Regions from separate parts of the Sus scrofa genome. Here regions 1, 3 and 4 are each linked to region 2. Evidence: chromatin contacts called from public Hi-C and HiChIP or PLAC-seq data. All regions are on one chromosome and are shown on one strand. Each heading gives the region's core, a stretch centred on a gene start, on an enhancer-like site or on the middle of the called end of the contact. The rest is flanking DNA. Distances are from core to core; before and after follow the strand shown.

Region 1 (2,844 bases), core at 166-2,665, 140 kb before region 2:
GATGAATCTCAGCAGTTTAGCAAACTCATTGGGAAAAGTCCTCCTTTTCAGCATTCTCAGGAGAGTCCCAGGGCTGGCTCTCTTTGGGCCAACCCTGTCCCCATGTTTTGTCACCTGCTTATCCAAAACTCATCTCAGGGACTCTGCTTAGTCTCTGAGGAAGGAAGCTGAGGAACGGAGGTCGCCCCACAGGAGTCACACGAAGGGAAATTGGGGTGCTATTTACATAATAAGAGGGAATCAGTGTTGGAGAAGACAAAGCAATAATGTCCAGTATGATTCCTTTGTTCCTTCCCTCAGACCACTGGTGTCTTTTGATTGATTGATTGATCAATCAACAGACAGACAGACAGATAGATTTGGGGGAAATTAGTAGGAAGAGACATGGTGGGAAGGCAGGAAAAAAAAAGGAAGGGAAAACCAAAAACATGCTAAGCTGCCTAGATTTTATCCATCCATCCATCCATCCGTCTGCCTGTATATCTATCTATTGATCGATTGATTGATTAATCTATCAATCTAGTGATCTACTCTGTCTAAAAGCTAGGCAGCTTAACATCCGTTTCTTTTGATTTCCCTTCCCTTTTCCTCCTGCCTCTCTAGCTTGTCTCTTCCTACTTATTGCCCCAATTCTGAATTATAAATGCCTAGCTTCTGAGCTGGCAAATACTGATCTCTCCTTTAAGGGCAAGACAGGAAGAGAAATGGAGCCAGCCAAGACCGGATTCCTTGTAGCAGCTGAGGGGAGGGGGGGGGAGGAGGAACTCACATTAATAATTTTGTCCCCATCACATATTAAATCGCCAGAGTGATCCTGTGTCATTTTGAGTTGTAGATGCTTTAAAAATTTGCATCTGTGTCCAAGAAAGCAGTAGATAAATTTGCCCATGATTGGAGAAAGGAGACTTGGGGTTATAAATACCGTAATGCAGCGTTATGGATGCATCCCAAAAGTTTGGTCAAACGGTATCTGTGTTTTTGCTTCCAGACTTCTGTGAGTGGATCAAGCCAAACTCCCAAATGGGTTTTTAAACTTGAGAAACATCAGGCTTGTTTGTTTCCAACTACACAGGCACCCTTGAATGGAAAACAGCACAGGGTCATAAAACAATATAAAAATTAATTGCTATCTCTTCCTTCTGCCTTCAGCACATTCAGCCCAGCAGCACTTCAGACTCAAAACTCTTTAAACAAACCCCATCCACCACCCTCCCCTCTCCTGCCTCCCGCAACATACACATAGGCACAAACAGCCTGTTAAGAGCATTTAACATCCCAGGCCAAGGGCTTTGGCCGCATCTCTGGAATCCATCCTGACTGCTTCCTGGTTCCCCATCCCTCATCACTAGTCTTGCTCCTCTTCACTCTCTGACCCTGAGGGGAGGCTCTGGTCCCCAGCCGTACTTCAGACCCGGTTCTGGGAGTTGCCTGATGTTCCACACCCATCGGCTGTGAATCAGAGGCTCTCCTGCTTCCTGCCCTGACCCTCTGTTATTTAAGTAGATTCATTTGCGAGGACTGCCTAAACAACACAAATGTATGTTCCGGAGTTCCTGTTGTGGCTCAGCGATAACGAACCCGACGAGTATCTATGAGGACGTGTGTTCAATCCCTGGCCTCGCTTAGGGGGTTAAGCATCCCATGTTGCCGTGAGCTGTGGTGTAGGTCACAGATGCAACTTGGATCCTGGGTTGCTGTGGCTGTGGCATAGGCTGGCAGCTGTAGCCCCAATTTGAACCTCTAGCCTGGGAACTTCCATTTGCCATGCATGCAGCCATAAAAAGACTGACTAAGATAGATAGATAGATAGATACATAGATAGATAGATAGGTGTATTTTTCCACAGTTCTGGAGGCTCTAAGTCCAAAATCAAGCTGCTTCTGAGACCTCTCTGCTTGGCTTGCAGTGACCATCTTCTCCATGTGTCCTCACATGGTCCTCCCTCCGTGTGCAGGCCCCCCTGGTGTTCCGCTGTGAGTCCAAAGGTCTCTTCTGAGAAGAACAACAGTCAGGATGAATTAGAGCTCAGTTGGACAGCTTCATTGTCATTTCATCTCTTTAAAGACCCTACCTGTCGTGATTCAGTGGAAACGAATCTGACTAGCATCCATGAGGATGCAGGTTCGATCCCTGGCCTCACTCAGTGGGTTAAGGCTCTGGCATTGCCATGAGCTGTGGTGTCGGTCGAAGACTTGGCTTGGATCCTGTGTGGCTGTGGCTGTGGCTGTGGCTGTGGCTTCAGCCTGGGAACCTCCATATGCCACAGGTGCAGCCCTTAAAAGACAAAAGACAAAAAAATAAAATAAATAACGACCCTACCTCCAAATACAGTCACAGTCTAAGGAACTTGGGATTAGGGCTTCAACATAGTGAATTTGAGGGGAACATCCTTCAGTTCATAACACCAGACTAGCTGACTCCCCACCTGCAGGGCTACAGATCTGCTAAAAACTGGGAACCGGGAATTCCCATGTGGCTAAAGCAATTTCTGCTTAAGAACTATGATAATCTGTGAGGCAAGGAAGGGACCAAATCATCACCAGTATTTGTAGAAAAAAGTTAGCTGGGCAAAGCCAGGAGAGGTGCTAATTATGATCCTATGATCCCAGTCACATACAGACATTAGAAGCTTTTTTTTTTTTTTTTGGTCTTTTTTAGGGCCATGCCCATGGCATATGGAAGTTCCCAGGCTAGGGGTCAAATTGGAGCTGCAGCTGCCGGCCCATGCCACAGCAATAGCAACGCAGAATCAAAGCCATATCTGCAACCTACACCATAGCTCCCGGCAACACCAGATCCCTGATCCATTGAGGGAGGCCAAGGATCCAACCTGCATCCTCATGG
Region 2 (2,700 bases), core at 42-2,541:
AGCCCTTAAAGCTGAGTGCTCTTCTAGTCAGTTCGCACACATTTTCCTCATTTCTCATTTCCTCATTTAATCCTCCCAGTAGCCCCCTAAAATAGAATCCAAATTATCCAAACTCTTGAGACCAGATTATCTTTCTGATTTTAGAAAGGCCGTCAAGTGTATACACAATTATTTAGAAAAGCAATGCAATGCATGTACTATTGCTTAACACACCCAGTGGGATCTGGGACAGAGCATCTGGCATCAAATTCAATTTCTGCTGTGAAACCTAGGAAGGATTAGTTCTGGTAAGCGGGATGATAAAGACCAAGAAGAGCCTCATTCCAGCTCATGTCAGGTTGTGCTGCTACATAAGTTATGGTAAAACTTCGTTTTCAGAGCTTTTCTGAGATTTCGGAATGGTGCCTAAGGGATCCAGATCCTGTATTATTCCCTTTTTAATACCAGACCCCAGAGACATTATTAGGTCATTTTCCCAAGGTCACCCAGCCAGGAAGTGGGAGAGCCAGCTTCAAGCTCAGGCTCATTTGACTTCAAAGTCCATTTTTTTGGGCCACATCCATGGCACATGTCAGTTCCTGGGCCAAGGACCAAACCTACACTATAGCAATGACAACAGCAGATTCTTAACCCACTGAGCCACAATGGGAACTCCAAGAATCCATTTCTTAATTTGCGGAATGAGCCAGGATAAGCATTCACTCTGTGACCTCAACACATTTGGTGGGGTGGGGCCAAAGCTGGCCAAGTTAGTTATCTGGTGGTCATTGAATACCATGAGTATGCTGTGCTGTTCTCTTTTTGCTCTTTAAAGTCATTCCTTTTGCCTTGGACCAGAAACTCCATGTATTTTTATTTATCTGAACCCAGGAAATAAATTCATTTAAAAAAAAATGCATACCATTTGGGAAGAATTGGTGAGAAAAGGTTAGGTTGAAGTAGCATTTGGCATTTTGGGCAAAAGTGTGCAATGAGATCAAGACTTCTCAAAGTTCTTTTTGGACATTCCCTTCAGTGGTTTGGAAAGGGCAGCTGCCTTGGTTAAATCCATCAGCCTCACTCTTGAGACGATATAGACTCTGGTCTCCTTCTGTGACAAGCCCATGGTCATGGCTTCTGGGTCAGAGAACTGTGGAGAAGAACTACACTTCTGGCCATTCCCTTCTCTGACAGGTTCTGCCAGCACTGCTGATTGTGCTGGGCCTTCTGGTAGACCCAGGGTGTCGGCCACACCATGTGGTGGCCTTGTTCCATACCCTTTACTCATGCCTGGCTACTCCATGCTCCACGTTAGGGGAATTGCTTCCAAAACAATCTGACTCAGCCACATGCAAAGAAAGATGCAGTCTTGATCTGAGAACAAAAAGATGAATCAGAGGACCTAATTCTTGAAAGATTCCTCCTCTGTATCTGGAAAGAAATTGAGCTAATCTAAGCCAGGCCTGGGAGCAGGAAGGCCCCTGTGACTACTGGAGTTTAGGGCAGGATATGACAGTTTCTTACTAACCGTGGTGACTTGCCGCGTGCTTCCCTAGGGAGATTGGGATTTCAGATCCATTTCCTCTCTGTGAATAAGCTCCTGACTCCTTCAGGGGTGGAGGGTGGGGGCGGTGGTGGGAAGAGTGTGCAGGACAGGCCATTAGAACACCAGAGAATACATTCATGTTCTATGCAATGGTACTTCCTTTCTCATGACCTTGAACGTAAACATCAAAGCTGTTCCCCCAAAGTGGTATGCATCTTGACATCACAGGTATTCTCAGTCTGTCTTTTATTTTCATTGTTCAAATATAAATTCATACCATTTGTGAAGAAACTGGTCAAGGATTATTATGTGCTGAAACACGACAGTCATTTCTCTGGATTCCCATCTTAAGTTCCAATCCTGATTCGACTCCTCGTTAGCTGTATGACCAGCTTTCTTCACCTCCCTAAACCTCAGTTTCCTCATCAGTAAAATTGGAATAAAACAGTACCAACCTCATCAATAAGTTAGTACCGTCAATGTTTGGTGCACAAAAGGCTTCCAATAAGAGTTATTGTTTTTGAGATTGCAGTTATTGTTATGTTTTAAGACCTAGAAAACCTTAGCAGAGTTACTTATGAGTTATTCTTTGGCAGCTACATACATGACATACATGGCACAACATGCTTTATAAAGTTGCTTTCTAGCCCTAGTTGAGATTTTTTTTATAGTTACTTTCTCAGAATTAAAGTTTCCTCTTACAAAATCTTGAGTTCAAGAATTAGCTTACAATAGTCAGCTGTGATTCTAAAAAACAAAGGCTGTTATGAAGCCTATTGGGTGACAATAAAATTAGAAATGACCATGAAAATGTTTTCTGTCTTTGGGAGGGGTGATCATCTTTGTAGAGTCAAGCCCACCATATTGCTAGAAATGTGTTTAACCCAAAGATCTTGCTGGGGGAATTGCTGCTTACTGTGATTTTCATTCTTATTGTTTAATTAAGTTTTTCTTCTTAAACTATGCTTCTCTTAGAGAAGCAAAACTCTTTCCTTCTCCAGTTTTCATTTCCTAGTTTCATTCAGACGAATGGTCCAATATCAACAATCCATTCAATATCCCTCCTTACCTTAAAGTAATAATTTTTGCAAGTTTCTCAGACCCATTTCACCAGGCAGGATATTTCTCATTTGTGAACTGGGCTTATAATCCAAAGATTCATATCATCGCATTCC
Region 3 (3,053 bases), core at 513-3,012, 170 kb before region 2:
GGCCAGGGAATCAAACCTGCATCCTTATGGATACTAGTCAGGCTCTTAACCTGCTAAACCACAACAGAAACTCCACTTCAGCCACCTTCTGTTTGTTAGAAGCAAGTAGTGTAGCAGGTGATTAGAATTAATGATACTTAAATATTTTGTATAGATATAGTTTACAATCCAAGTGTAGTTATAGACCTGAAAGTTGCTAAGGGATTAGATCTTAAAGGGTCCACAAAACAGAAATGAAAAAAATAAGTGACCCAGTATGTACTTTTGAACAAAAAGAAACTGTGTCCCTGAGGGCTGCACTGGTCTTCGATTTAAAACACAGGATGCAATCCCAATTCTGCTGCTTACCGGCCAGGGAGCTCCCATGCACATCATTTGATTGTGAGCCTCTTGCTTCTGTGTCTTCTAAAAAGTTTCTCTTCTCTGGAGACCTGAAAGGGAAATGAGATCCCGTACAGGAAAGAGCCTAGCAAAGTGCCTGCCGATTCAGTGATTGTTGTTTGTTGTTGAACAAGAGATCCGGGGAAGGAATAGGCACATCTCACATCAGATAAAGGAACACGTGGTCATCACTGATCTGTGACAGGTGCAGGTGACCAAGATCTGTTTTGAGTGATTGCGCCAAATGACTGAATGTCTCAACATTAAAATATGATAGAGGGGTTTGCATTGTGGTGAAAAGGGATTGGCGGCATCTCTGCATGGCCAGGACACAGGTAGGATCCCTGGCCTGGCACAGTGGCTTAAAAATCCGGTGTTACTGCAGCTGCAGCATAAGTTGCAACTGCAGCTGGGATCTGATCCTTGGCCCAGGAGCTCCATATGCGGCCAAATGAGAGGAAAAAAAAAAAAAAAAAAAGTGAGCTAGTCGATATGCAGAAGAGGCAGTTAGGCTCTGTGTCTTGAAGGGAAAAATGACAAAGGATTTGCAGACATGTCTTAAAACCCCCACAGGGACGTGCTTAAGGAAGTTCTGGCAAGACCAGAAAGCTGAGAATGAGGTCCCAGGGAAAGCTGACACGGTTGTGTTTAAATCTGTGGGTTTGAGGTGTTTTGTGGTCACGTGGGCCTCTTTCCCTAGCAGGCAGTGGGCGTATGGACATGTGGGTCTCATCTCCAGCCCTAGATGATGAGTTTTCTGAAAGCGGGGACTTCGCCCTTTTCGCTGCAGTGGTTCAGCACTATGTTTGATACCCAAAGAGGACCCGTAGATATTTATTGAATGAATGAATGAATGAGTCAATGCGGAAGGAGTTAGGACTGAAGCTCTGGGGTCTCGAATTCTGGATCGCCTTTTTCTTTTTATTTATTTGGCTTCTTAGGGCCGCACCCGCAGCATATGGAAGTTCCCCGGCTAGGGATCAAATTGGAGCTGCAGCTGCCAGCCTATAGGACAGCCACAGCAGTGCAGGATCTGAGCTGCATCTGCGACCTACACCACAGCTCACGGCAATGCGGGATCCTTAACCCACTGAATGAGGCCAAGGATTGACCCCACATCCTCATGGGTACTAGTCAGGTTCGTTAGTGCTGAGCCATGATTTGAACTCCAGGACTGGTTTGAGCACAGCTCCCAAGGGGAGAGGGACTCCTGTGTGTGCTCAGAGAATCGTAGTCCTAGGGGTGTGGTCTGTGCTGCAGCTTTGGGTGCCCTCAGGGCCAGGGGCCTGGATTGACTGGGAAACCTCCCTCTGGACTTCCACTAAATGGAAACTGAAACTGGACTCTCGGGAGAAAACAAAGATCAACAGTGGCTATTTTGATCCTTACGCTATCTCCTGTCTAAGCAGCTCAGTCCACTTCCTGTTTATAGGCTCAGCAGAGCCAAAGGGACTGAACCTCTGAGGAAAAGATTTTCTCTGGGGATTTCTAGCCAGATCAGCAAACAGGAAATGGGCAGGACCCTGCCAAGACAGATGTTTGTCTTTCTGCCAGCCTGGCAGGTGTGATGGTGCCCTGGCTGGAGTGGGCAACACAGGTGTCTGAAAGAGGAGCCTCCAATCCTGCATCTGGCCTTCAGCATCTACCCCTCACACCTAGCTCCACTCCCACCCCCCCAAATCTGGGGGCTTCACGTGAAGCCACTCGGGGCTGGTGCCGAGGCACTGGGGAGGGCCCTCCCCGCCGGGTATGCAGATGTGATATTCTGGGGCTGCCTGGGCAGCTGCGTTTCACTTTCAAACACCCAGAAGGAAAGGCTCTCTGTGGCCGGCCTTCTGTCTTCACGTGGAGAATCTCAGGATTTCAGAGTTCCGGTTGTGGTGCAATGGAAACAAATCTGACTAGGAACCGTGAGGTTTTGGGTTTGATCCCTGGCCTCATTCAGGGGGTCACTGCTATGAGCTGTGGTGTAGGTCGCAGCTGTGGCTCAGATCCTGTGTGGCTGTGGCTGTGGTGTAGGCTGGCATCTGTAGCTCTGATTAGACCCCTAGCCTGTTGAAACTCCGTATGCTGTGGGAATGGCCCTTAAAAAAAAAAGAATCTCAGGATTTCCTCATGACAGAACAGGAGGCCCAGATTTTCAGGGAGTGACCTTCAACCCAATTCCTGTCCTGGCTACAAAACTCTGGAGCTGGACACAGCCAGAAGGACCCTTAGGGAATGAGGGGCTAAGAGAAAATAGTGACATAAAAGCAGCTGAGCAGTGGTGGGGTTGCAGACTGCAAGGCCCTGTGAGCCGTCAGTTCTTCCCTGCAACCCCTACACACACCACACACATGTACACAGACCACACTATGTGCACAGGTCTAACATACATGTGTACACATGTACACACACACACACACCCTTCTCCCAGAAAAGTTCTGTCTAGATGGGACCTCTCAGCTAACACCTGAAAAACTGGAAGGGTAGCCATGCCAAGAACATTCCAGGCAGTAGGGCCAGCATGTGCAAAGGCTGGGCAGCTCCACCCCTGTGGTCTGGGCCAAAGTGGACAGTTTGTGGCTCCCTCCACAGCTTCTGCTTTCTCATGCCTGGGACCCCGAGCCTGCTCTTGCCTAACCTCCCCCCACCGCCGCCTCCACCGTCCTAATCTTCCAGCATCTTTCTCA
Region 4 (2,700 bases), core at 123-2,622, 230 kb before region 2:
ATGTATAACTGAACCACTTTGCTATACCCCTGAAACTAACACAACATTGTAAACCAACCATACTTCAACTTAAAAATAAATAAATAGGAGTTCCCACTACTGCGTAAGAGGATTGGTGATGTCTCTGGAGCACTGGGACGCAGGTTTGATACCTGTGCTTTAACCCCTGGCACAGTGGGTCGAGGATCCAGCGTTGCTGTAGCTGCGGCATAGGTTGCAACTACGGCTCGGATCTGATCTCTGGTCGGGGAACTCCATAGGGTGTCCAAAAAAATTTTTTTTATTGAAAAATAAACAAAATAATGGAAAAACAAACAAAAAACCCCAGATAGGAACAAAACAATCCCTAACTGCTGTGAAAGGACTCTGTAAGCTGTAAAGCATGACACACACGTCTGCTGTTATATTTGAGGGATGATTTGGGTTTTGTGGGAATACGAGAACCCTCATCTGTGCCTAGGAAGCTTATGATCCTTCAGTCATTCACACACACACAAATTCGTGCCCCGTGTGAGATCTTCCACACTGAAGTGCCTGCACTATTTCAATACCCAATCTAGTCTGCCCTGAGCTCTCTCTTACAGCTGCGTGTTGCAGTGAGATTTCCTGTGCTTTCAACAGGTAATTCTCCCTTAGCCTCCGGATCCAGGAATAACAGACACATCCAGGGGTGGGACCACAGCTGGATAAAGAGATGGCTTGTGCCAGTTCTGTACAAGCCAAGTCACTGAGAAGAGGCAGCTTTTTTTTTTTTTTAAATATATTATTTGGGGACACAAAGTACTCTTTATCCCAAAGTTTCCATTTCAAGTGGCAAATCAGATCATCCCTTTGACAGAAGGCTTCCATTAAAAGCACAAGCCTCTGGATCCGTTTTAAAGGGCATTCTTCTCCTTTGGACCCGATGCAGGTCTTGCTTCTAAGAGCTTCTCTATTTCGGCTTACATAATGCTTTGTGACCCAGGCTTTGATCTCTACATGTGAAACATTTTGTATCTGGAGGTTCTCATTGGCAGACTCTTGGTAGAAGGAAGGTTTTGTTTTCCTTTGGGATCTGAAAACCCCAAAATAGACATCTTTCTCATTGGACTTCTCAGCTGGCTGTCATAAAACAGAATCAGGGCTAAGTCTGTCAGGATAAAGTTCATCAGAGAAAATATTTGTGTAAGTTTATTGTAGTTCTGAAAGTTTTTGTGTCAAAATCGCATAATGAATGTGGTGTGTGACTTTCCTGAGCTTCTGCAGGGGCTCCGTGGGACACCGGTCCACTCAGTTGCCCTAAGCTGGGTTTCCCAGAGCGCAGGTCAGGGGCGGGGCTCATCCACCAAGGTCATTCTCTCTCAGTCTGCGCAGCCTACAGGCCACTAGGGGGCACACGTGAGCTGGAGCCAGGGGGCTGTAGCTGCTTCTGAAAACCAGATGCACCCCGGGAAAAGGGCCTCCTGAGGCCTTCTTGCAGCATTTCAAAGATGAAAAATGTCTCTGTTGTATCTGTAAGATGGAAAAATAAGATGCCAGAGAGACTCTGAACGTGCCAAGGGGAAACCAATAGTGCAGGGCCACGATGTGCCTACAGCCCATGCAGGACACTCAAAGAAGACACGGTGCCAGGTGCTAGGTGTTGACTCCGTCTCTTCGCTGCAGGGAACCAGGGGAAGCCTCAGCATCTGCCCAGACTCCATGCTGACCCTAGTCTCTAGCTCCATGTTCTTTCCTGCTGAGGCCACGGGAGGGCGGTGATGCAACATTTCAGGCTGAGGGCTGGTTTTCTTGGTAGAAATAGGTTTGAGACCGTTTCAGTCCTCGGAACGTTTTTTAATCAGGGTCTCGAGGTTCAAACTCGGATCTTGGCCAGCTCTTTACCGAACACCATCAAAGGGCTCATAGATGGCTGCTGCTGTATTGCCCCTCTTGCCCAGAGAAGAGAAGCTCCCGGTACCTCTAACAGTTGGACAGCGGCAGGCAGAGAGAGTGCTGGGGGAGAAGGGAAAGCCGAGGGTCTTGCTAAGTCCACACCACTGGGCTCCCTCAGCTGCGTTTGCTGTTAGTGTCACAATTGAAGGTCACTCATTTTTGTTTGGCAGCCCAGCCTGTGGGGCCATACTGGTGCAAAGAGGTTGACCTAGGACGTCCTCAGTTTTATTAGGGTATAAATGTCAATCCATGGAACTCTTTTGCTTCTCATAGTAGTCCATGCCCTGCACGGCCACCTCGTTTCCTGCTTGGATAAATCCTTAATTGATCTTTTTGCTTTCACTCTGCTCCTCTGCCCTACATCCACCTCTACCATTCACCCAGCGGCAGGTGTGGGTGTGATCTTTCTGGAACACGGCTGATCTGCTCACTCCTTTAAAACAGATGGATAAACAAGGAGTTCCCGTCCTGGTTCAGCGATTAGCGAACCCAACTGTTCATCCCTGGCCTTGCTCAGTGGGTTAAGGATCCAGCGTTGCCGTGAGCTGTGGTGTAGGTCGTGGACACAGCTCAGATCCTGCATTGCTGCGCCTGTGGCATAGGCCGGGGGGCTACAGCTCCAATCAGACCCCTAGCCTGGGAACCTCCATATGCTGCGGGTGTGGCCCTCAAAAGACAAAAGACAAAGCAAAACAAAAACAAACAGAAAAAGCAGATGGACAAACCAGAAGCTCAAATGGTTTCCTATTGCCTTCGGGATCCAATCTAAACTGCTCACAGTGGCGT

What was found. A called contact is a pair of places that touch in the nucleus more often than the background predicts. HiChIP or PLAC-seq counts read pairs in DNA pulled down with a chosen protein or histone mark.
Region 1: a contact with region 2 is called in an H3K27ac HiChIP or PLAC-seq map of skeletal muscle. The contact joins two enhancer-like sites.
Region 3: a contact with region 2 is called in an H3K27ac HiChIP or PLAC-seq map of skeletal muscle. The contact joins two enhancer-like sites. A contact is called at or near these places in 1 of 47 Hi-C or Micro-C datasets (liver) and 1 of 2 datasets of contacts at active chromatin or transcription factors (skeletal muscle).
Region 4: a contact with region 2 is called in a Hi-C map of skeletal muscle, with 6 times the contacts expected there. The contact joins two enhancer-like sites. A contact is called at or near these places in 2 of 5 promoter capture datasets (fetal skeletal muscle and liver), 33 of 47 Hi-C or Micro-C datasets (adipocytes, adipose tissue, blood and 17 more) and 2 of 2 datasets of contacts at active chromatin or transcription factors (alveolar macrophages and skeletal muscle).

The regions. Positions count from the first base shown.
Region 1 is chr1:251,019,121-251,021,964 of Sscrofa11.1, forward strand. It overlaps a transcript of AKAP2 not described here. Among named protein-coding and RNA genes, the nearest start is that of AKAP2, 47 kb to the right of the region's middle. Within about 2 kb of position 1,416, at least 14 of the 83 cell types and tissues checked have an H3K27ac peak or open chromatin away from gene starts, as enhancers often do. A contact at or near this core is called in skeletal muscle, where this site is marked.
Region 2 is chr1:251,163,295-251,165,994 of Sscrofa11.1, forward strand. The region is part of intron 2 of AKAP2 (A kinase (PRKA) anchor protein 2); the gene reads left to right. Among named protein-coding and RNA genes, the nearest start is that of C1H9orf152, 53 kb to the right of the region's middle. Within about 2 kb of position 1,292, at least 12 of the 83 cell types and tissues checked have an H3K27ac peak or open chromatin away from gene starts, as enhancers often do. A contact at or near this core is called in adipose tissue, retroperitoneal adipose tissue and skeletal muscle, where this site is marked.
Region 3 is chr1:250,992,964-250,996,016 of Sscrofa11.1, forward strand. It overlaps a transcript of AKAP2 not described here. Among named protein-coding and RNA genes, the nearest start is that of AKAP2, 73 kb to the right of the region's middle. Within about 2 kb of position 1,763, at least 29 of the 83 cell types and tissues checked have an H3K27ac peak or open chromatin away from gene starts, as enhancers often do. A contact at or near this core is called in skeletal muscle, where this site is marked.
Region 4 is chr1:250,930,764-250,933,463 of Sscrofa11.1, forward strand. All of the region lies in intron 3 of PALM2 (paralemmin 2), which reads left to right. Among named protein-coding and RNA genes, the nearest start is that of PALM2, 110 kb to the left of the region's middle. Within about 2 kb of position 1,373, at least 16 of the 83 cell types and tissues checked have an H3K27ac peak or open chromatin away from gene starts, as enhancers often do. A contact at or near this core is called in adipose tissue, retroperitoneal adipose tissue and skeletal muscle, where this site is marked.